7 separate regions of the Mus musculus genome follow, and all the other regions are linked to region 4. A link is a contact called in public HiChIP or PLAC-seq and promoter capture Hi-C data. All regions are on one chromosome and are shown on one strand. The core of a region is the stretch at or near the end of the contact, and the rest is flanking DNA. Distances in the headings are between cores, read along the strand shown. Region 1 holds the start of Elapor1 (endosome-lysosome associated apoptosis and autophagy regulator 1). Region 2 holds the start of Wdr47 (WD repeat domain 47). Region 3 overlaps Gm40121 (a long non-coding RNA gene). Region 4 holds the start of Gnai3 (guanine nucleotide binding protein (G protein), alpha inhibiting 3). Region 5 has its middle 55 kb from the start of Eps8l3. Region 6 overlaps Elapor1 (endosome-lysosome associated apoptosis and autophagy regulator 1). Region 7 overlaps Gm40121 (a long non-coding RNA gene).

What was found. Promoter capture Hi-C pulls out the DNA fragments that hold promoters and counts their contacts. HiChIP or PLAC-seq counts read pairs in DNA pulled down with a chosen protein or histone mark.
Region 1: an H3K27ac HiChIP or PLAC-seq map of microglia shows a contact between it and region 4, with 5 times the contacts expected there. The contact joins the promoter of Elapor1 here to the promoter of Gnai3 in region 4. A contact is called at or near these places in 2 of 484 Hi-C or Micro-C datasets (embryonic stem cells and regulatory T cells), 2 of 115 datasets of contacts at active chromatin or transcription factors (memory CD8 T cells and microglia) and 3 of 9 other capture datasets (adipose tissue, liver and pancreatic islet).
Region 2: a promoter capture Hi-C map of liver shows a contact between it and region 4, with 6 times the contacts expected there. The contact joins the promoter of Wdr47 here to the promoter of Gnai3 in region 4. A contact is called at or near these places in 7 of 39 promoter capture datasets (the 3T3-L1 cell line, frontonasal cranial neural crest, hematopoietic stem and progenitor cells and 4 more), 1 of 484 Hi-C or Micro-C datasets (embryonic stem cells), 3 of 115 datasets of contacts at active chromatin or transcription factors (bone marrow-derived macrophages, embryonic limb bud and microglia) and 2 of 9 other capture datasets (adipose tissue and pancreatic islet).
Region 3: a promoter capture Hi-C map of hippocampal neurons shows a contact between it and region 4, with 2.3 times the contacts expected there. The contact joins the enhancer-like site here to the promoter of Gnai3 in region 4. A contact is called at or near these places in 8 of 39 promoter capture datasets (the 3T3-L1 cell line, the C10 cell line, embryonic stem cells and 4 more), 1 of 484 Hi-C or Micro-C datasets (the G1E-ER4 cell line) and 3 of 115 datasets of contacts at active chromatin or transcription factors (the 230-238 cell line, bone marrow-derived macrophages and pancreatic cancer cells).
Region 5: an H3K4me3 HiChIP or PLAC-seq map of embryonic stem cells shows a contact between it and region 4, with 6 times the contacts expected there. The contact joins the enhancer-like site here to the promoter of Gnai3 in region 4. A contact is called at or near these places in 5 of 39 promoter capture datasets (embryonic stem cells, hippocampal neurons, liver and 2 more), 1 of 484 Hi-C or Micro-C datasets (the G1E-ER4 cell line) and 5 of 115 datasets of contacts at active chromatin or transcription factors (the 230-238 cell line, bone marrow-derived macrophages, embryonic stem cells and 1 more).
Region 6: a promoter capture Hi-C map of liver shows a contact between it and region 4, with 3 times the contacts expected there. The contact joins the enhancer-like site here to the promoter of Gnai3 in region 4. A contact is called at or near these places in 5 of 39 promoter capture datasets (the 3T3-L1 cell line, liver and pre-B cells) and 1 of 9 other capture datasets (liver).
Region 7: a contact with region 4 is called in an H3K4me3 HiChIP or PLAC-seq map of bone marrow-derived macrophages, with 3 times the contacts expected there. The contact joins the enhancer-like site here to the promoter of Gnai3 in region 4. A contact is called at or near these places in 2 of 39 promoter capture datasets (the 3T3-L1 cell line and liver), 4 of 115 datasets of contacts at active chromatin or transcription factors (bone marrow-derived macrophages, embryonic stem cells and pancreatic cancer cells) and 1 of 9 other capture datasets (adipose tissue).

Annotation. Positions count from the first base shown.
Region 1 is chr3:108,534,928-108,538,002 of GRCm38.p6, forward strand. Elapor1 (endosome-lysosome associated apoptosis and autophagy regulator 1) reads right to left here and starts at 1,614. Exons shown (of 22, transcript NM_001346518.1): 1 at 1,369-1,614. The coding sequence starts at 1,521. 1700013F07Rik (RIKEN cDNA 1700013F07 gene) reads left to right here and starts at 2,657. Exons shown (of 5, transcript NM_029314.1): 1 at 2,657-2,772. The coding sequence starts at 2,692.
Region 2 is chr3:108,589,607-108,592,643 of GRCm38.p6, forward strand. Wdr47 (WD repeat domain 47) reads left to right here and starts at 1,672. Exons shown (of 15, transcript NM_181400.3): 1 at 1,672-1,991.
Region 3 is chr3:107,801,433-107,804,347 of GRCm38.p6, forward strand. All of the region lies in intron 2 of Gm40121 (a long non-coding RNA gene), which reads left to right. Among named protein-coding and RNA genes, the nearest start is that of Csf1, 42 kb to the left of the region's middle. Within about 2 kb of position 1,254, at least 13 of the 459 cell types and tissues checked have an H3K27ac peak or open chromatin away from gene starts, as enhancers often do. A contact at or near this core is called in hippocampal neurons, where this site is marked.
Region 4 is chr3:108,144,421-108,147,634 of GRCm38.p6, forward strand. It overlaps Gnai3 (guanine nucleotide binding protein (G protein), alpha inhibiting 3), which reads right to left and starts at 1,732. Exons shown (of 9, transcript NM_010306.3): 1 at 1,468-1,732. The coding sequence starts at 1,585.
Region 5 is chr3:107,820,694-107,823,894 of GRCm38.p6, forward strand. No RefSeq gene overlaps it. Among named protein-coding and RNA genes, the nearest start is that of Eps8l3, 55 kb to the right of the region's middle. Within about 2 kb of position 1,773, at least 89 of the 459 cell types and tissues checked have an H3K27ac peak or open chromatin away from gene starts, as enhancers often do. A contact at or near this core is called in the 230-238 cell line, the G1E-ER4 cell line, embryonic stem cells and 3 more, where this site is marked.
Region 6 is chr3:108,475,517-108,478,677 of GRCm38.p6, forward strand. The region is part of intron 7 of Elapor1 (endosome-lysosome associated apoptosis and autophagy regulator 1); the gene reads right to left. Among named protein-coding and RNA genes, the nearest start is that of Gm23336, 21 kb to the right of the region's middle. Within about 2 kb of position 1,540, at least 35 of the 459 cell types and tissues checked have an H3K27ac peak or open chromatin away from gene starts, as enhancers often do. A contact at or near this core is called in liver, where this site is marked.
Region 7 is chr3:107,782,039-107,784,804 of GRCm38.p6, forward strand. The region is part of intron 1 of Gm40121 (a long non-coding RNA gene); the gene reads left to right. Among named protein-coding and RNA genes, the nearest start is that of Csf1, 23 kb to the left of the region's middle. Within about 2 kb of position 1,458, at least 31 of the 459 cell types and tissues checked have an H3K27ac peak or open chromatin away from gene starts, as enhancers often do. A contact at or near this core is called in bone marrow-derived macrophages, where this site is marked.

The sequences.
Region 1 (3,075 bases), core at 364-2,863, 390 kb after region 4:
GCAAGTTCTCTTCACCCCTGAGCCAGAGCCATTTTTTCCTCCCTTTGTGGAACATGCTATGTCCTAGAACCCGATTTGTAGATTAAGCTGGCCTCAAACTCACAAAGACCCACCTGCCTCTGCCTCCTAAGTGCTGGCGATTAAAGGGATGCAACACCAAGTCCAGTACCTATGGGCCACTCAAATATTAATGAATCCCACTTGCTTCTTTTGTGATTTGCTATGTTGTAGATAGGCTAGTGGTTAGGACCCTCCATAATTGTATTTATGGGACTGCACTGGCATTGTTAATTAACACTGGTGACTTAAAGGACTATTTTAACCCCTCAAAACCTTAGCTAGGTTTGATATTTAGCATCTCCCCTACAGTGCTAGACTTTTGACATGTTTTCAAATCTCTCACATTCTGCATAAATTTTATTCTGCCTTCCCCAATATACTTTTTGTAAATATTTCAATGTTGTCTCTACCATATGTTTTTAAGTCACTTACAGCACAAACCAAATATCGTTATTTCACTAATACCAAAACTATTTAACTTTGGTATTCCTATTGTCTTGTCATATGTCCCCCCAAAAACCAATTTTCAAAATCATTTTTGTTGTTGTGGTTGTTAGAAGACATTCACTACCTCTTTTGTGAATTATGTTGTTAACATTTTAGAGACACCTTGAAAAGGACTTGTGGCATATGCTAACATAAGTTCAAAGGAAAGAGTGGGGGGGGATATGTTGTAGAATTCAAAATCTAGAGAAGGTGGGACATGTGCTAAACACTAACCAAAGTGTGCAAGGGAACAGGCAAAGCGTTCCAGGAGGGCCTCAGCCAGCAGCTGCGAGCAACTGGATGTTAACACAGAGGGCACTTACTAGGTAGGATCCTACGGCTGGTCTCCCGAGCTTCCCACCCTCAGACCCAAGGGCTTCTGACCCCAGTCTACTACCAGTCCTTAACTTTACTTTTATCCCAGTTCCCTCCTTTCCTCTTTCTGTTTGGTCTCTCGATGTTTCCAATCACTCTCTAGGTAATTTCACCCATCTGGGAAGCAGCTACTGTCTTCTTTCTCTTTCTTTCTGAGAACTGTCACTCTTTCGGACCTTACTCCCTGAGCCAGAGCTGCTGAGAGCTCCTGAGGGTGATCTATTTTAGGAGTCCTCCGATGGGCTGGCCTCCCCCATGACGACACCAGCCTGCTTCCCTCGCTCCAGCTCCTACTCATCCCTAGAAAAAAATTGAACTCTATGGCCCCTGAAACTGTGACTGGATCTCCAAGGTCTCTATCTGGATCTAGGCTTTTTAGCTCTTTTTTTTTTTTTTTTTTTTTTTTCCCAAAGTGAGATCAGGTCAAGGGGGTGGAGTGGACAGTACCTCTTTGCAGGCGTGAAGCTCGGGTCCGGTTCCCAGGGTCACCTGGAAGGTGGTCCCAGCCCAAAGCAACAGCCACAGAAGCCGGGGTGTGCGCCTTTCAGTTTTTCCTCCGTCTCTGGCAGAAGGATGGGGGTTGTGACCAGGCTCTGCCATAGCGCTGTCCTGAGCCAGCGGCAGTAGCGGCTCAGGTGCTGCGGTGGCTGCTTATGCTGGCAGAGGAGGAAAAAAAAAAAAAAAAAAAAAAAGAGGAGGGAGGTACACAGGGGGAGGATGCAAGGGGCTGGACTCGCTTCAGTCACCTCCCTGCGGCTACGCCAAGGCAGCCCATCCTTCTTCCTCCCTCGGTCCTCTCCTCCTCCTATCCATGTCGCCTTGACAACCGCATCCTCTTCGCTCAGCGCGGGTGGGGCAGGGACCACGCGCGCCTGTGCGGCTCACCTGCCGGTCTCCATGGCAGCCGCCACCGCTGGCGCGCGGCGTGGGAGTGCACGAGCCAGGGTTTGCAACTAACCGAACAGGCTTACGTAAAGCACGCAGTAGAGAAACCCTCCAAAACATCTGCAGCAGCTCATTTCGCACCTATTACTCTTCCGGGCAGGGGGCTATTTCTAAGCATATCTTATTTTGTAAACATGGCATGTAAAACGATTAGGGGAAGACAGGCGTCTTCGTTATCTTCCAGGGATGGTCTCCTAGAGTGGCCCCAGCACTAACTGCAAAAACTAGTTCCATCCTTCCTCCCCACCAAATCCATCCACGTTTTTACAGCCGTCTCAGTGAGCAACCATGACGTCTGCATAGTTAAACAGCAAGGAGTGTGACCTAATCGACAGTTTTGCAAGTAGGACACGTGAGATCTTTGAGATATATATATATATATATATATATATATATATATATATATATATATATATATATATATATATATATTGACATTCTCTTACTCTCGTTGATTTGAAAATGGGGAAGCTCTCTTTTAGGTGAAAGCGAGAAGGAAACATTTGGGTCATCTTTTAGTGTTTCTTTCGTCAGCTTTCGCAGAAATCCCATGCCTTGGGAAGCCAGCGTTTTCCAACAGAGGCTCCAGAGTGCGTATCCAGGTCGCCTTCCCTCCATTCACAGCAGCCTCCTCTCAAGGAGCCTTCTTAGTTGAACCGCCAGGTGGCGCATCAGAATACATCTGTCATAACTGGAGGGATAGCTGCCTAGCAACTAAAAATTGGGCGTTCCAAACAATTGGGACCCGGGATCCTCTGCGAACCAGGTCGTGCTGAGGCTGCACTAGTCTCCAGGGAGTAAGCGTGCGTCTCTGGGCCTTTAAACATGCTTCAGCCTCAGGAAACTTTCTCGAACCCTGCCTTACGCGACGAAGACAAACATTTGGGAAATCTGTGGGCTTCTAAGGTACATTGAGGTTTCCTCAGCAAATTCCCAGTGGGGCCTGCAGGAAATTCTTGGTAACCTAACTCTGATGAGATCACCAAGTATCAAAGAAATCTGTTTTCTGCCTGTCTCCTAGGTCCGCTATTTGCGTCTGATAACGTTTTGGAAGTGGTTTTGAGCAGAGGGAAGGGAACTGAGCTCTAATGTAGAACAAGGTCTGTCAAAGCAGTGATGGGGAATATAAATGATGGGGAAATATAATAATAGTCAGGGTTCCACCAAGCTACCCTTTTGTCTTGGCTTGGCATGTGTACTCCAAAGACA
Region 2 (3,037 bases), core at 422-2,921, 450 kb after region 4:
ATGATCCAAACCCTGTTCTTCATGACTGCATGGCAAGCACTAACCACAGACCCATCTCTGCAGTCCCATCTTATTTTGAGACAGACTCTTACTATGTAGCTGGGCTCAGACTGGCCTCCAATCTGCAATACTCTTTATCCTGCTGGAATTACAGGCATGCACCAACATACTTGGTCTTTAAAGTATTGTATTTATTTATTGGATATGTTATGTGCATACACAATGCTGTGACTCACCTGGCCATTTATCTTGAACTGGATTTTTTGTCTGTTTGTTTTTGAGGTCCCAGCCTTTGCTGGCTGGAACTCATTATGTAAACCAGGCCAGGTAAATCTCTCATAAGTCTACCTCTGCCTCCTGAGTTCTGGATTCTTTATGCTAAGGTTCCTGGAGGTTCAGCTCCTTGAGCAGTACGTATCTGGGGGAATACTACTACACAAATGTGTAGGAGTGAGGTTACTACTGTAAATAAAAGGGCAGTTCAAAACAGCAGCCTTGTTAAGTGCTTCAAGATAGGATTAGCTTTACACATGGAGAGCCTGGAAGGGGATGGTTTTCATGGAGGGAGATGGAGTACGGAAAAGGGCAAGGAAGGAGTATTTATTTCACTTAAGCTTTATTAGTTAATCGTTGGAGTAGAATTAAGAGTCAAACCCAGTGCACAGAAGACATTTGGAAGTGTCAGACAGGTTGTCCTAGCTACTTTTTTTATTGATGTGATGAAACACCACGACCAAGGCAACTTATAAAAGACAGCATTTAATTTTTAGCTCAGGGTTCCAGAGGGTTAGTTCATGACGGTCTTGGCAGTGAATGTGCCAGCAGACAGGGAGGCCTGATGCTGGAGCAGTTGCTAACAGCTTACACGTGATCCACAAGCACCAGACATAAAACGAAGAAAAGGCTGGCTTGGGACTGGAGAGATGGCTCAGCGGTTAAGAACACTGACTGCTCTATTTGGAGGTCCTGAGTTCAAATCCTGACAACCACATGGTGGCTCACAACCATCCATAGTGAGATCTGATGCCCTCTTCTGGGGTGTCTGGCGACAGCTACAGTGTACTTACATATAATAAATAAATCTTACAAAAAAAAAAAAAAGCCAGAAAGGACTGGCTCTTGAAACCTCCAAGACCACCCTCAGTGACATCTCTTCCAACTTGTTCACACCTAATCCAGTGGTTCTCAACCTTCCTAATGCTGCGACTCTTTAATACAGTTGCTCATCTTTTGGTGGCCTCCTCACCCCCAGCCATAAAATTATTTTCGTTGCTACTTCAGACCAGTTGGTTACTGCTATGAATTGAAATTATATGATATGTTACCCTCCTAGGAGGTGTTGGGACCCATACGTTGAGAACTGCTATCCTTATCTTTTCCTGTCAGTCCAGTAACTGGGGACAAGCATTCAAATGCATGAGTATGGGGGCAATTCTCATTCAAACTACCACACCTGTCCACGCTATTTTGGGACATAACATAGCGTCACCCGAAGGTTCTGGGCCTACATTCTCCTTACAGTCATCTCCTAAACCATAAGAGCAGAGAAGGCGAGGGCCAGGAGCCTCCAGGCGTCAGTCTTAGATTCTGCCCGCCCCCGTGTTAGGCCCCGCCTCTAGGCCCCGCCCTACCCTCCTGGGCTGGCCCAGCCGACTCTTCTGCTCAGGCACCTGCCTAGCCGCCTCGCGAGGAGGGGTCCTGAGGCGGCTCCAGGGACGAGCAGTGATTGGCTGCAGCTGGCGGCTGGAGCTCCGTTCCAGCGGCGCTTGACAACCGCAGTCCGCGGAGCGGAGCGGTCGGAGGCGGGATCGGGGCGGACGCGAGCAGGACCGGCTGACGAGCTGATGGATTGACGTGCGGGCTGCTTAGCCCAGACCGCCGCCCTCGCGCTCGCGCCTTAGACTGGAATTGGCTGTCTCGGGGCTCTGGCCGCCGGCCTCTCCTCCGCGTTTTCCTCCACCGCTTCTGCCGGCTCCGCCCGGAGCTCTCAGGTGAGCGGATTCCAGGAGGCGGGGGCGGGCCGCCGTGCACCGTGGGTTGCCATGGTCACCCGTCGCCACCTGTCACTAGCCTGATGCGGCGCAGACCCCACAGCCCCTTGGGCGGCGTTCGCAGCCGGGAGGAGTGTCTTGGGTAGGCTTTGGTGGCGACTGCGAGAAGATGGGATGCGGGCGAGGCCCGGGTGTCTCGGGGACAGGACCTGGGACCCGCCAGGCAATCTATCCAGGCCGCCACTGCTGGACCACACCTTCCCCTACTTGCCAGTCTGATTCGGGCGGCTGGGCGATGCCCCTCGCCCTGGTATGGAGTATCCACCTCGCCGCTGCTGAGGGGCGCGAGGAGGGCTGACTGGGCTGCATCTGCCTCGCCCCTCTATTGGGCTGGGGCGAGACTGAGGGCTGCGCGCTGGTCCCTTTCCCTGCTCGCCTTGGCCGGCGAATGGGTAGGGAGTGGCGGGGTTGAGGGTTTGTGGGGGATCCGGGTTTGCCCTTTCTGACGCCAGGCCAGTGGCTGTTAGGAGCAGTCCTGTGGGGTCTGGGAGGGTGGGGACAGGGGCATCGACTGAATTTCGAACGTGATTTGTTCCCGGGGACGCCTGCGTAAGACACCGGAGGTTATGGAACTCAGAGGGTTAAGCTGCTTAGCTGTATTGGGGAGAAAAAGATTGGGGCTCTAGCTCTGGGACGACGCCTTTGGCAAAGGGGTAGGAACCAAGTAGGCAGCGGCAGTATTTGACCTGATGATTTCCCCCCTGTACATCCAGACATGCAGCTAGTAACTACGAAGGGTGTCGTCTGAGGGGAGCTTTTTTTTTTTTTTTTTTTTTTTGGCAACTTGGTTCTCACTGCATAATGAGAGGAGAAGTCTTTGTTCCACCCAGATTCATCGGTTGAAATCCTGACACTTAGTTTCCCCCCTTTGTTGTAGAGAGTTCATAGAATGCTATAAAAAGTTAATGGCACAGGAATTAACATACAGGTTTAAAAGGGCTGTAAATCTTTTTCACAGATAATACCACTTCTTTTTTTTGGGGGGG
Region 3 (2,915 bases), core at 4-2,503, 340 kb before region 4:
CAGTGAGGGAAACTTACTGACACATTGTCTTTGAGGGGAGGGTAGGAAGAGGGAGTCTCTACCACAGTTAGTAGGAATGTATTGAGTAGAGCCTCTCAAGTTCTCAGGAAGGATGTAAATTTCAGTGAAGCTTCTCTGAGGCAAATTGGTGGTTTGGAAAATAAGCCATAAAATGTATTTGTTCAGCCAATGTGTCTCATACTCTATTCTCAAGAAGTGGTACTAACTCTGTGCTTGTGCGTGTGGGTGGGATGTGGGGGTGAGGCTCTCAAATGCTCATCATTGCTTTACTATTACTACCGCCTTGCCCAGACTGGAAATAACCTTACTGTCCAGTTGCAGAAAGGCTCACTAAGCCTCATCATATCCATATAAGGAATATTAAGTTGACAGTGAAAATTATACTCATGAAACTTTTTTATGAAATAAAATATGCATATATCCTAATGTTAAGTCAAGCTTAATTTTGTTGTGAGCACAAAACAGATAACAAAAAATAAACTACATGAAAAACAAAAAAAGGATAGAAAATAATCATAGACTCAGCCTGGGAAGGAAAATGTGATTAGCCATGGAAGTTACTAAGGCTGGTGTGCCCACCTGGAGCCTAGGTGAGAAAATCCCAACTTCTAGCACAAGCTTCCCCTAGGTCCTAATGGACTTCCTGTTGACTTTTGTGTTTGTAAGTAAACATTTCACTGGGAGGTGGCTCCACGTAGCTCTTGCTACAAAGGCCTTAGGGCCTGCAATTCCTGTAAAGTAGTGAGGATTTATAATCTGAGTGTTCCCATGGTGAGATGTGGGAGGCAGAGACAGAAGCTTGTGAACCATCCAGTCTGTGCATGCAGTGGTAAGCAGTTAGAGACCTGGGTCAGAGAGGTTTGAGAGTGAGACTGACACCTGGTGTTGTCTTCTGACTTCCTTGCACATGCAGCAGCGTATGTACATGTGCATTCACACATACACATATGGACACACATTAACACACCCCACCGCCACTGCCACGGCCACCAGGAGAGCTCATAAGCATCAGCTGTCTGAGTCTGAACCAGTCTGCCTTCTAAGGACTCCTGCTAGAATTCATTTGAGGAACTTTATAAAAATGCAGATGCCTAGGGCCTGCTCACCCCCAGAAGATCCCATAAGGTTGGGTCAGGCAAGTTAAAACATTCCCTTGAGATACCACAAGCTCTCTTCACTCAGAATCACAGCATCGGATGTCTGGCCAAGGCCCACCCCTCTCTTGGTCTTCTCCAGATTCCTTTAGTATGCTGTGTCAGGAACCAAGTGTTCATGTCTGGCTTTATCATGCTTCCCAGTAGATTAGCATCCTGCTTCTTCCTGTTAGGAGAATATCCAGATGCCCTGAGAGCTGCTGGCATTGGCTGGGTTTCAGCAGCCCCTGCGGCTACTTTAGATCTCGTCCTTCTGCGGTTTGCTCTGTCTCTCTACATCCCTCCACATCCTATTTCAGATGAGCCTGCAGGTCAGCGTTGTTCAGCTATTCTGCTGGATTATGCATGTTCTCTTTCATTATGCTGATTCTCTCCCTCCATTTTTTGAGATCCAGTAAATAAAAGTTCTCTTGGACCTTTTAGAAGAAACTTAAAGAAAAGACAAACTTAAGAGATAAGCAGCATAATGGCTTAAGAGCCAGGATTCTAGAGCCAGAGTTCAAATCCTTGCCAAGAGAACGTAGACAAGTCATAGGATCTTGGTGCCTCAGTTTCCCTATTTGTCAGTGAGGATGATCATCACACTACTTCCTTGGGCTCTCAGAATGATTCGGTAAGCTAACGATACACCCCAAACAGTGCCTGGACCAGATCTATGGGTTCCATGTCCATGGACTTAACCAACTTTGGATTGCAAATATCTGTATGTATGCATGTGGTATGTACATATGTGTTCATGTGGGTGGGTGCGTGTAGAAGCCTGAGGGCAATGCTGAGTGTCTTTTTCTATAATTGTCCACCTTATTTTTTGAGCCAGGGTTTTACTGAACCTGAAGCTCACCAATTTGCCTAGATTGGTTAGTCAATGAGCTCTAGGGCTCTGCCTGCCTCTGCCCTCCCTCCTCCAGTGCTGAGCTTACAGATGTGCATCCTTACACCAGGCTTTTGTTGGGCGTTGAGGACCTGAAGGCAGAGCCCTCATGCTTGCACAGAGTCACCTTTCCGATGGAGCCATTTCCTAGTTCATCATGGATTTTTTTTTTTTGAGGTTTATTTATTATTATATGTAAAGACAGTGAAGCTGTCTTTAGACACACCAGAAGAGGGCGTTAGATCCCATTACAGGTGGTTGTGAGCCACCATGTGGTTACTGGGATTTGAACTCAGGACCTTCGGAAGAACAGTCAGTGCTCTTAACCGATGAGCCATCTCACAAGCCTGAATTTTTTTTTAATTGAAGCTAGACTCAGCATTGACACACAACCCTTTCTTTTTTCTATTCACAAAGCAATGAAGGATAACAGCTACACATGGCATTTACTAGGTATCCAATTAGTTACATTTTTGTTTTTGTTGCTCTGATAAAATACCCCAACAATAGCAACATAATGGAAAGGAGGTTTATTTGGGCTCACAGTTCCAGGGTATAATCCATCATGGTGGCGGGGGTGGAGGGGTGGCACAAGGGGTCAAGCTCAGCTGGTCACATGGCATCTACCAGAAGGAAGCAGAGAATGCTGGTGCTCTGCTAGGTTTTCCTTTTTATTCAGTCCAGGACTGAAGCCTAGGGAATGATGCTGCCCATCTCAATTAACCCAAAGTAGACAGCATTAACAATCACAGGGATCCAAATTTATCTAGAGATGAAATAAAGCTAACAAGAGCCTTTACATGGGTTATATTATCTGGGTAACATTATCATTCTCTTTAGTATAAGGGACTTTGCACATCCAAGGATTT
Region 4 (3,214 bases), core at 482-2,981:
GTGGGTAGGGGAGTGGGGTGGAGGGTATGGGGGACTTTTGGGATAGCATTGGAAATGTAAATGAGGAAAATACCTAATAAAAATATTTTTAAAAAGATACCTATTATACAGGCACTGGCAGTCCAGAGCTATGCTATGAATTCTTATCCTTTGGAAGCTCAAACTCCACTGCATAACGTTTTCTTTATATTCAAGCTGCCGCTCAGAGCTTCCAAAATATATAAGCAAGCAGCCAGCCCATCTTAAAGCACGAAGTCAGCCTAAGATTATGGCAGTGGTGTCCGTCCTCTGGAGCTCTACAAAGTGAAATTAGTGCTCTAAAGTGACCTTTCGGGACGGTATTTATCTAAAAAGCTCTGCTGCTTCCAGAACCTGTGACTTATTCGTAATGATTCTCATCTAACAGATTCCTCAAAGATATAAATAATGAATACAGCTGGATTTACTGGTAAGCTAATGCGAGAGAAGTTTATATGATTTACTGGGCCTATCAAAGTTTAAAACGAAATTATCCTGACTGAAACATGTCTGACTAGAGATAAAAAAGCCCACTTGAGTATAAGACAACACGGTGTTTGTAGTCTGAAAGCCAATACATACTTTTATTTTGAAAAACCCAATTAAAAAAAAAAATCAACCCCTCCCAAATAGATCACAATCTCTACAATAAATCTGCCCCAGTCCATATGTTATCCTCTACTATTCCCGACACACATGGTCCCACTGTCCTCTACCCCAAACCTCAAAAATGGCATTCTTTCAATTTCCTCAGCTCACACCATCCCTAGCCCTTTAATTTAAAAAAGGAATCACGGAAGCTCAAGAGAATTTAAAAAAAAAAAAGAGAGAGAGAGAGATTTTAAAAAAAAGTTGAAAAAAGTATTAGTGGCCTCTGCACCCAAGGTCTTTTCTTTTATACCTAAGAACCTGTCATTTATTTCAACCGCCTCCTGGGTGTTCCTGGACAACCCACCTCACTAACAGCACAAAAAGACTTGCGAGCAAGTTCTTTATGTGACCCTCTCTGTACTAGCTTCGCTATTTAATCATTCAATCCTTCCAGCTTTATCCTGACATCAAGTATCAAACTCACACAAACCCTAGACAGGCCCCACCAGACACCATACACTATCCTCCTCAACACGTTCCAGCCCAGTGTGAACCCTCCCTAATTTCGGTCCCTCCCTTTAAGAGCCGTGCCCGGATTCCCAGCACAGTCTCGGGGCTCCAAACTCCCCAACTCTACTAAGTACCATCCCAGCCGGGTTACACCCTCTCCAACCTGAAATCCCCACGCCTTCCGGGGCCTCAGTCGCCAAGCCCAGTACCCGCCCCATTGCTGGGCATCCCCTCCTTGTCCCTTTGGGGTCCTCTCTGCCGGCCTTGGCCAGACCCCGATCAGCTCCGGCTGCTCCCGGGGCCGGGCTCTCCGGCTCCAGCGCTCCAGCTCCGCCCCCAGCCCCTCACCGAGCAGCAGCAGCTTCACTTCTTTGGCCGCTTTCTCCCCGTCCTCCCGCAAGTTGCGGTCGATCATCTTGCTCCGCTCCACCGCCGCCTTGTCCTCGGCGCTCAACGTGCAGCCCATGGCGGCGGCGGGAGAGGGGACCGGGCCCGGGCTCACTCACACACACCGCGGGAATCGCCACACACCGGCGGAGACGGGTCTTCTGCTGGGCGGTGGCCTTCTCCGTCAGCTCCCCTAGCTCCCGGAAGAACCGGATGTGTGCTGTTTACGACACTTCCGGCGACGCCCAGCGGCCGTTACTACTTAGAGCGCTGTGCCAGTGGGAGGCGGAGGTGGTACGGAGAGCGGAAGTTCCCTGGTACCTGACTGTCCCCGTGGAGTGATGGCGAGCCTTCGCTCCGCACCTCCCAGCCTTAATACCCTTTTACTTCTCCGGCTCCTGGACTTGGATTCCAAGTGTAGAAAAAGCGGGACTTCCAGCACGTGGTGTGCTCTGGAGGTTTGGCGGTGAGGATCAGATTCTCAAATGAGAGCTCACAGTCCTCTGGGAATTGCTGTTGGGAAAAGCCTCCCTCTCCAGAAAACAAACAAACAAAAAAACCTTTTTTCCTTTTCATCTGTGATTTGGAGCCCAGGTCTCTGTCCAGAGCCGCGTGTTGGGCACTTCAGCCAAAGTTCCCTCCGTCTGATCCTTGAGCTGCCCAGCCTGGATGTTCACCCATTCCTCTGGCTACACCCATTATGCCAAGTATATATTAGTCCTTCTGCTACAACGTATGGATTTCTGTGAGCTGTACATATGCCTGGCACTCCTATGTTGGCAAAGGATCACTCGACCGCATCAAGTAATAGAGAGTGAAAAATAGGTAGTAAGTATTAGAATATGAAACTAGGTGTAATTCATTTATAATATTTCCACGCTTCCCTTTCTTCCAGGTAAACCTGAGGACTTAGTTCCATACCCAGAAATAAACGAGCTAATCTCTAATCTAACAAGAGTTCCTCTGTGATAGCCACAGAAAGGGGGAAGTTTGGTAAAAGTTGTCTTTCTACTATCTCCTGAATATTGGCTCTGTGAAGAATATCCTAAAGTCCCTACTAAATAGACCCACAATGACTCAACACCCGTTTTAAGAAGGGGCATTTTTTTACAGCCATTGAAACATTTCCCTGGAATTTAAAACATTTCTCTAGTAGGAGGTAACTTAAGCTACAAATTCCCAAGAGAAAGGTCTATAGTGAAAATTAATTAATTAGAACCATCTAATTAGATTAACCTCGTCCACGTCACCCATAATGCTTGTCAATTCCAAGTCTGGAAAGTCTCCCACTCATTTCCAAAAGAAACTGCTTTTCCTTTCTGATCACTTCTAGGGGGGAAAGGGTCAAGAGGAAAGGGGGAAACACAACATTATTGAGTACCTTTTTGCCAGGTAGGCACTTCCATGTCTCATCTCTTAATCCTCACAACAACCCTGTGAGGTAGGTAATATTAATCCCCATTGTCGCCAATGAGAAAATGGGCTCAGAGGAATTCAGTCGCTTTCCCACGTCCACACAGTAAGTACATCTGTCTAGTTTCAACTTCACGCCCTCTTTCTACCAGACCTCTCTAGAAGGTATAGCTGGGAGACCCCTGACAACAGAGCATCTAAGGTTTTTGGATGGCAGTCACCTCGATACCAAGATGTTGGCAAAACTGGCAGGATGGATCATCTCACCCTGTTGCTTCCTCGGCTTGTAAGGGAG
Region 5 (3,201 bases), core at 523-3,022, 320 kb before region 4:
CAGAGCTATTTTCACAGTAATGCCTCTCACTGCAGAAAGAGACTGGGGCCCTAAAACTTCCTTGGAGGTCACTTTCCAATGACATAAAGCCTTCTCACTAGGGTCCACCTCTTCAAGTTTCCACTGTGGTGCAGTAGTGCCAAACTTGAAGCCTTTAACACGGAGCTTTGAGAGTCTTTCTAGATCCTCATTGCAGCAGCTGACTACATGTGTTATGTGTTCTGGACTGTAACATAAAATGCATTTGTATTCTTAAGACTGCAAGCCTCTGGACCAAAGCTCTCCTAACGGCTATCATCAGTCAGAATGGAACACGTCATCCTTAAAGAGAAACATTGTCCTACCAAACAATCACACCAATGCAATAGCAGATTCATAGCAGAGGACCACTGGCTAAGTCAGCCCTGAGAAAAATCGCCTGGGAGCTCCAAAAATAAACCTCATTTAAAAAAAAATGCCAAAGTCCCAAGCCAGTTTGAAATTAATGCAATGGACTACTTGGGACTAGTTTTTTTTTTTTTTTAAACGCTTTAGAAATATTTCCATTATATTTTAACCCTCTGTTAATCAGACAAAAGTTTTTAAATATCTGACATTATTTCATGAAAACGGGGATATTTAAAATAGTCAATTTGGGGCTGGAGGGATGCTTCAGGATGCTCTTACACAGGACCCACTTTAGGCTTCCAGAACTCACATGTTGGTTCACAACCATTCCCAGTTGCAGGCAATCCAATGGCCTCTTCTGACAGCTTCAAGCAATTGGGACTAGGGAAGACATGGTTGGATAGACATATATGCAAGCAAACCACTCATTAAAAACAAATAAACAAATAAAAACCTTTTGAGAGAGAGAGAGAGAATTCATTTGCTTTTCCAGGCATGGCAAAACACACCTGAAATCCCAGCATTTGGGAGGCTCAGACAGGAAGACTGCAAGTTTGGGGCTGTGTAGTAATGCCCTGTCTTAAAAGCAAAATGATGCTGGATCCGGTGGCCTGGGCCTTTAATCCCAGCATTAGGGAGGCAGAGGCAGACAGATCTCTGTGAGTTCAAGGCCAGCCCTGTCTACAGAGTGAGCCAAGGCTACATAGCCAGACCTTCCCTCAAATAAACAATGCAAAAATTAAAAATAAATAAAAATAAAATAATGAGACATACCCAACCTATTCCTGAGTCTACTCTTGGTGGGCATGTACATGCACACATTTGAATGTGTTCAATTTTGTATGTGTGCTTACATATACATACAGATGTGTGCTTGCTCTGACAAAGCTGCATTAGAAAGCCCCACTGTGCCTCTCTCAGAGCTCTGAAGTCTTCACTGCCAGGAAGGCCACCGGGCTGTTCAAGGAAAGCAAAAGCTGTGCCTTCCAGGCAGAACCCAACTTTGTTGTTTTCCATCTGTCTGTCCACTGGTCTGTGGAGACCAGCTCACACAGCTGCAGTGACACGGGCTGAGTGTCAGTTGATTACAGGAAGCCCCTCTCTTAGGGGAAGCCTCCTGGGCACACAGGCTCAGTTCTGAAGGCAGGACTTTCTGCCCTTAAAAAGTCCTCTGGAGGTTCAGGGCCTGGCCTTGAGGTTCCTCACAAGGGTCTTTTAACAGCTCATCCTGGTTTCTGGCCTCACAGGAGGCATCTACCAGCCAGCTGTGGGATGTTAGGTATGTTTTTGGAAAAACAGTAGGGACTTTCTGTGCCCAGGAAGACGCCCTTGCTAGTTAAGTCCTCATCTCTTGGCTCAAGGCTTTGTTCTCTCATAAAACACACATTCCTGAAATCATACGAATACTCTTATAATTGAATAACTTTACCATTTCCTCAGAACTTCCACATCCAGGGTAACCATCCAGCTTTAGCAAAACGGGGGTGTTAAAGTTATGATCTTGGTCTTACTAATGAACATTTTCAGTCAGTTTTCTGTCGCTGTGAGAGAATACCTGAGACGGACTTATAAGATGAAGTTTTTTGTTGTTGTTCTGACTCATGGTTTCAGTTCCTGGCTATTTTGCATTCCTGCCTTTGGACCAGTAGTAGAACACATGGCAGGAGAACACTGCTTATCTTTCTGTATCCAGGAAGCAAAAAGAGGGGAGAAAGGTCAGAGATCCAATGGCTCTGTCAAGAGTACACCACAGTGAGTTAGTTACCTTCCTTTCACCAGGTCCCGTTAGCACCATCACATCCTCTTGGGAACAAACCAAGAGAGGACATTTAAGGAGGCCAGTGTCTCATACGTCAGGCCACTAATCTTTTAGACTCTCCCATTACCTTCTCCCATCTAGTAAGTGACCAGGAACACAGGAGGGGTTCTTTCCTAAATGTCTCCAGTCCGTCCCTTCCGTGACTCATTTCCATGTCAGTATAAACCTTCAGCTTTCCTCCAGAGAGCACAGAAAAGAGCACTGCAGGAGACTGCCTACAAGGGACAGACCCAACCGGTCAGGGTGTGTGTAGTTGTGAGGGCAGGTTGGAAGAATCAGTACAGGAATGGAGGAAACCAGGGCTGGATGATCTCAATCCTGGACTAGCCAGTCTGCCCTGCCTCCAGGCACTAGACTCTGTGAGTCTGTGATGTAGCAGACACACAGGCTCATGGTTCTTCATCAGAGCGATGGGAGCAGTAAGGGTGCCTGCCCCTGAAGTGGTGATGACGATTCAGAATAATGATATGCATAGGAGACTCAACACCCTGAGGCTAGAGAGGTGACTCGGCAGTTAAAGAGCGGTGACTCAGCAGTTAAAGAGAGGTGACTCAGCAGTTAAAGAGAGGTGACTCAGCAGTTAAAGAGAGGTGACTCGGCAGTTAAGAGCCCATACTGTGCTTATAAAGGACCAAGTTGAGTTCCCAGCAACCACATCAGGCAGCTCACAATTACCTGTGACTTCAGTTCCAGGGAATCCAACACCGCCTTCTACACGTAGTGGGCACCTGCATTCACAGGTACACATACCAATGTGTGTGCATCCACACACATGCCTAGCACTCTTAGATCGTGTACAATACCAACAAATGTTGGTCTGCTAGCTAAGCATGTCCCTCCATCGCCCACACAGCTCATGTTTCCAGCCCTACTGTATGTCTCTCTCTAGCTTCTTTTCTCACCCAGTCCCGCTCTTGCCAAGCTTCCAGCCTTGAAGAGGCCCCTGGGATTTACATGTGAATCAGAGACAGCTGGGACCAGAGAGGATCCAGGCT
Region 6 (3,161 bases), core at 290-2,789, 330 kb after region 4:
CTGGGAATAAAGTGTACACTACCAAGGAATTTTTTTTCTTAAACCTACTTTTACTTATATGTGTAATGCTGTTTTGCCTGCCTGCATGTATGCATGTCTCTGCACATGTGTGGCTGGTTCCCACGGAGGCCAGAAGAGGGTGTCGGATTCCCCTAGAACTGGAGTTAGTGAGCCATGTGGGTTCTGGAATCAAACCAGGATCTCTTGGAAGAGAAGCCAGTGTTCTTAGCCTTTGAGCGATCTCTCCAGGCCCCATCCTTAGACCTCGTCTGAGAGTTCTCTTGCCTATGACAAACGTGAAGAAGGCCATCTGTTACTTCCCCTTCTCCATGAGACCACCCCACACAGATAAAGTTGGAATTGCCATGAACTCAAGATGAAGCTGCCTCTGCCTCGCCTCAGCCTCAGCATCCTAGTGCTGACTCTCACCCAGTTACTTTTCTCCCACTTGGGGAGCACTGGGGTTTGAACCCTGGGCTCCAGGCATGTTTTACCACTGAACCCCATGTCCTTAGCCATTTTATCAGGCTTTTTGTGTTACCCTTATAATGATATAATGTTGCTTCAATACCGTGGACCTTTACAGAAGAACTAATGAACCCTCCTCCTCCTCAAAGCAATGGATGTCATATTTTTCTTTTGTTTTGATGTTAGAGACAACTATAGCCCACCCCATAGCCTGTGCTAACCTGGAACTCCTAATCTTACTGCCTTAGGTACTAGGAAAACAAGTGTATGACATCATGCATACACATATAAAGGGTGTGGTGGTGCACAACTTTCATCCCAGCACCCAGGAAGCAAAGGCAGACCAATCTGGGTTCAGACCAGGCTAGCCTGGTCTACATAGTGAGTTCCAGGGTAGCCAGGACCACAAATGTCTCAAAAGCCAAAATAAATCCTTTTCGGAGTTCGAGGCCAGCCTGGTTTACAAAGCGAGTTCCAGGACAACCAGGGCTATACAGAGAAATCCTGTCTCGAAAAAAGCAAAAAAAAAAAAAAAAAAAAAAAAAAAAAAAGAAGAAGAAAAAAGAAAAAAAAGAAATGCAGTCACTATTATTTGCCTGCAAGCTTGCATATTCTTTTTATTTGAGAACTGTCCAGGGAGATTTAATAGATTATGTGTTTCTTCACCTCCTTTCTAGTGACTTTACTTCTTAATAGGTTCCATCCCTTTCCCAGATGACTTCCTCTGTCAGAGACTCTAAAGATGCCTTGTTGGCCTGTACTGGGAGCTCAGAGACTGAATATCTCCCCATCTCTCTGTCCCTGTCTTATTAGGCTGGGCAAGAAGGAAGTGTTGGGAAACAGCTGGAATCGGCTCAGCGCCTTTATTCAGTAATAAAGGCAGGAGGTTCAATTCCTCAGAGAGGGAACTAGAAACTCCGGTTGGTGACTGACTTGGCCAGGAGAGATTTGGGGGTGGGGAGAGAGGTGCTGAACACGTGCCAGTTCCCAGGGCCTTGTGGATCAGGTCTGGCAGAGCAGAAGTTAAGTGTTAGAAAATGTATTTGGCACAAAGACCTTTGTTCTGCTAGTTAAACATTTGCTTAACCTGACACCCTAGGTCTAAGTTTTAGCAGAAATGGTCCAGCTGTTTACACACAGACCACTGTGAAAATGGCTTTAATAAATGATTAACTGCAATGTTCAGACAGACCTCACTTTCCAAGCACGGGTTTAAACCAAGAGGCTTAAGTTGGGCATTGGTCAAGTGTGAAAAAGTCACCTAGATGTTTGGTAAGGCGAGGGATTGAATGTGGGTTGAGGAGGAACGCTCGTGGGAAAACATGTAAGACGACGTTGATCTCAGGGCCCGGGGTGCTTCCTCTGTACCTACCTTCTCCTGCCGATCTGGCCCCCCTTCTAGTCCAGTGTTCTCTCTGGGGCCCATTTTATCAAAGGAAAACATTTCCTCAGCAGGCACAGGACCCCAGCACACATAAGGGCACAGCTCATAGCAGCTCAGATGCTGAGGTCTTCTCGGAACCTACCTTTCATTTGTAAATGGAGGGCTCACTCCCACACCACGCTTTGAGTCATAAATGAGACAATGTTGTATTGAGTGTAAACTTCTGTACAAGTGAGCTATTATTGTAAACTATACCGAGAACATTTTCATCCTGTAAGAGGGGTATCTGGACAGGCCTTCATTAAAAGAAAGTGAATTAGTAAAACTAACTCTACGGCCGGAGTGAGCAGGGCCAGGGAGAGAGAAGAAAAAGTGTCTGAAGACAGCTACAGTGTACTTACATATAATAAATAAATAGATCTTTTTTTAAAAAAAAGTAAAACAAAACTAATGCTGAAGGGATAAGGTGAACAGGATGGCTCAGTGGGTAAAGGTCCTTGCCACCAAGCCTAACCACCTGACTCCTTCCTGCAAGTTGTTCACATGCACACATGTTCATGCATGAACCCACACATACACACACACATACACAATAAAACAAATAAGTGTAATAGTACTTAGTGCTTAGGCTAGAGCTGAAGCTCCGCAGAGGAGAGCTGGCCTAACATGTGCAAGGACTCTGGGATCTATCCCCAACACTGCAAGAAACATTGTTTAAAACAGTGATTACACAGCACTCAGGAGGCAGGGGCAAGTGGATCTCTGTGAGTTCGAGACCAGCCTGGTCTACAGAGTGAGTTCCGTAACAGCCAGGTCTACACAGAAAAACCCTGTCTCAAAGAACAAAACATAATGAACAAAAACCAAAAAAAGCAATTACAAAATACCAGGCCCATTTCTGGATCCTTTCCTGCATTAGCCAATCCCTGTGGTAACAGTGTATGGTGGACATGATCATCATCACTTCTATTTTGGAGGTAAAGATGTAGAGACATGGTTGCTTCTCAGGCCTCCACTAAGATTGTGTATAGGGACTGCAGCACGAGCAAGCAGTGTAGCCCAGATGTCACATCTAGTGAGGGGTGAGGCTGAGATCTGAACCTGGTGAGTGTGTTCTGGAGTCCCGGCACTGTTCCCTATTGCACCGTGGAGAGTTCCTACATTTGTGTGCCCACATGGGCAGATTTCTCCTATTTGGTTCAACCTGGAGGACAGGCACCAACTCAGGCTGTAGCACCAAGGCTGGTCCTTGTAGGTATTCAAGGTGTGTGTGTGTGTGTGTGTGTGTGTGTGTGTGTGTGTGTGTACG
Region 7 (2,766 bases), core at 208-2,707, 360 kb before region 4:
TTCTTTATATCTCAAAAGACCTGGGCAGCCTTTGCATGGCAGCAGTAGGACTCAGGCATTCATAAGTGAAGGCAGAACTGTCTGAAGAGGAACAGATGGTGTTGGAGCCAAAGGAGGGGAATATGACCTGAGCAACATGGAATTAATTACCAATGAGCTCTGCCAGCACTTTGCAATGGTGGAGAGGCATAGACAAGAGTGACGGCGGCCATATTAGCTGGATGAAGAGTGCATGGATGCCTGGGTGAAAGTGGATGACTTGTGCAAGTGACTCTACCTGTCAGTGGAACCCCTAACCCTGAGGGCCAGTGAGTCAGCAGACCAAGATCAAGTGCCTCCAGGATCCTTGTTCTGAAGGTTGTCATGCATCTGAGTGTTGACAAATACCATGACAGAAAGCAACTCAAGTAATGGCCTGTTGTTCCTTTGAAGTTTTGAGCTCTGAGTAGGACCCCAGGGAGTGCCTCCTGAACAGAGTCCCCAGCCTCAGCCCTTTTCTATTGACAGATCATCTTCCTTTCTGAGGATTCTCAGGGGAAGAGGTGCTATACTGACATAAACATGTTCACCAAATTCCCAGTGGGCCCTCACAGAGTGGATGGACTCTATCAGCCACCAAGTGTTCTGCCTGAGAAAAATCTTCCTTTACAGAGTGTGATAGTTCTGTGTACACCCCTTCCCCCTGAGTCTTTTGATGTTGTCAGTGGCAGGATCTAATTCAATGATGATCTTGCTTCGAAAACGGAAAAAACAAAACAAAACAAACAAACAAAAAACCCAACCAACCAAAACAAACAAACAAACAAAAAACCAAACCAAACCAAACAAACAAACAAACAAAAAAAACCCCAATGGTTAGATTTTACACCCATGTGTCTTCAAGTGGAGTCTCAGTCTTCCAGGTCCAACATCAAAGCACAGCCCCTTTCTGTTGTTCTTTGAATTATGCATAACCACAGGAGAGGGACAGAATAGTCAGATAGAGGCCCTGTCAGCCTCTGGCAGCATGATGCTAATGAGTGGAAGTCAGAAGTCAGCACCTCCAGTGGCTTGGTCTCCAGGGATAATTCCTGACTTGTGGCCTCCCAACATGGCTCTCCACCCTCCATAAAGACTGCTTAGCAAGCTGTGTGTTACATTTGGGGATTAGGGAAGGTGTCTAGGATACCTGCTTAGCAGACTGCTGTTAGGATGGGGGTCCTAGAATGAAGGATTGATCAGGGCCAAATTAAGTTTGGGAACCATCATAACAAGTGATCACAATGCTGTGTGGAGTGAGAGCCCTCTTGGAGAACATGGGGATGGCCAAGGAGAAGTGACCAATGAGAACATGCTAGCCCCAGACACATGGGTTGCTGTAGGAACAGAAGTGAGTAAACAAAAACTGAAGAGGAACTAGTGTTGTGGAGGTGGAAGGAGGACACAGAGGTATGAAGGCCGGAAACCAGGGACAGCACTTAAGAAGCAAAGGTTGAGCAACAGTCAGCTGCCCCAGAAAGGGGGCGGCTCTGGGAAGTGACTACTAGGAGTGGAAAAAAAGATGTCAGCAGTAGCCCAAAGAGGAGCATTAGCTCATTTCTTGGGCTCACTCCATTATCACTCTGTGGACCCTCTATGACCAGGTCCTTTTTTCTGCCCCACCCCATTATGTTCTACAACGGGGAGACTGGTTTCTGACTTGGGGATAACTCAGTAGCACGTCTGGATAAAGCCCAATCCATGTAGGGTGGGCTACAGCTTATTTGTCTAGTCTTGAGAACCTAGAACTATGTACTGAAATGGGTAAGGCTCCCACCTTGGTAAAGTATAGATCCAATGGAAGCGTCTGGCATGTCTACAGTTCAGTTCTGCCCCTTGTCAGCTAAGACATGATCCCTTATCCCAAGACAAGTCTTGAAGACTGCATTATTCTCTGTACTCTCTTTTCAAAAATATTTTTATCATATTAATTCAGCATGGTATGTGTGTACGTTTGTATGTCTGTATGTCCATGTGTCTGTGTGTGTAGAGGTCAGAGGGCATCTTGAAGGAGTTCATTCTCTTCTTCCACCACATGGGTTCTGGAGATTGAACTTATGTTGTCAGGCTTGGCAGCAAGTGTCTTTATCTACTGAGTCACCCCACTGGCCCTCTGCACCCTCCACTGCCATGAGCTCTTCTGTATAGAGTCTGCCTTGCACCTCTCCCTCCTATGAGCCCAAGTCTGCCTTCGAAAGAAGTCATGGCTTCCCTAGTTCCCCACCTTACCATTCTAGAAAAAAACAAAGCCACCTTTATCCACATCTCTTTCAGGAAGGCAAAGACCAAAAAAAGCAACAAGTCCACCATGGTGGGGACCTAGGAACCCTGACAAGGGGTGCTTCCAGCTGTGTCTAGCTCCTTGTCTGTGTTCCTGTCCCCTCCCCGAGTCAAAGCCTCATGGCCTTTGACCTTTTGGATCTTTGGTGAAACCTCTTTTTCTTCATCTCAGTTCAGCCACAGAGATGCCCTTCAAGTGCTCTGGTCATTTGTGGGTAATCTACCCCTTGGAGCTCGCAGGCTAAGAGGATCCCATACAGCACCATACTCAAAGGTGGTCTACCAGGTGATATCTTCTCCTGACAGGACTCAGGACATACAAATCTTTCATAATTATGTTTTATAAATACCACTTTTTAAATCATAACACTGCCATCCTCAAAAGCTTCGGAAGCTCCTCATACCTGGAAGTTAGGGGAGAAGGGAGCCTGTGTTGGACGTTTACAGGTTAGGTTCTGGATATAGTAG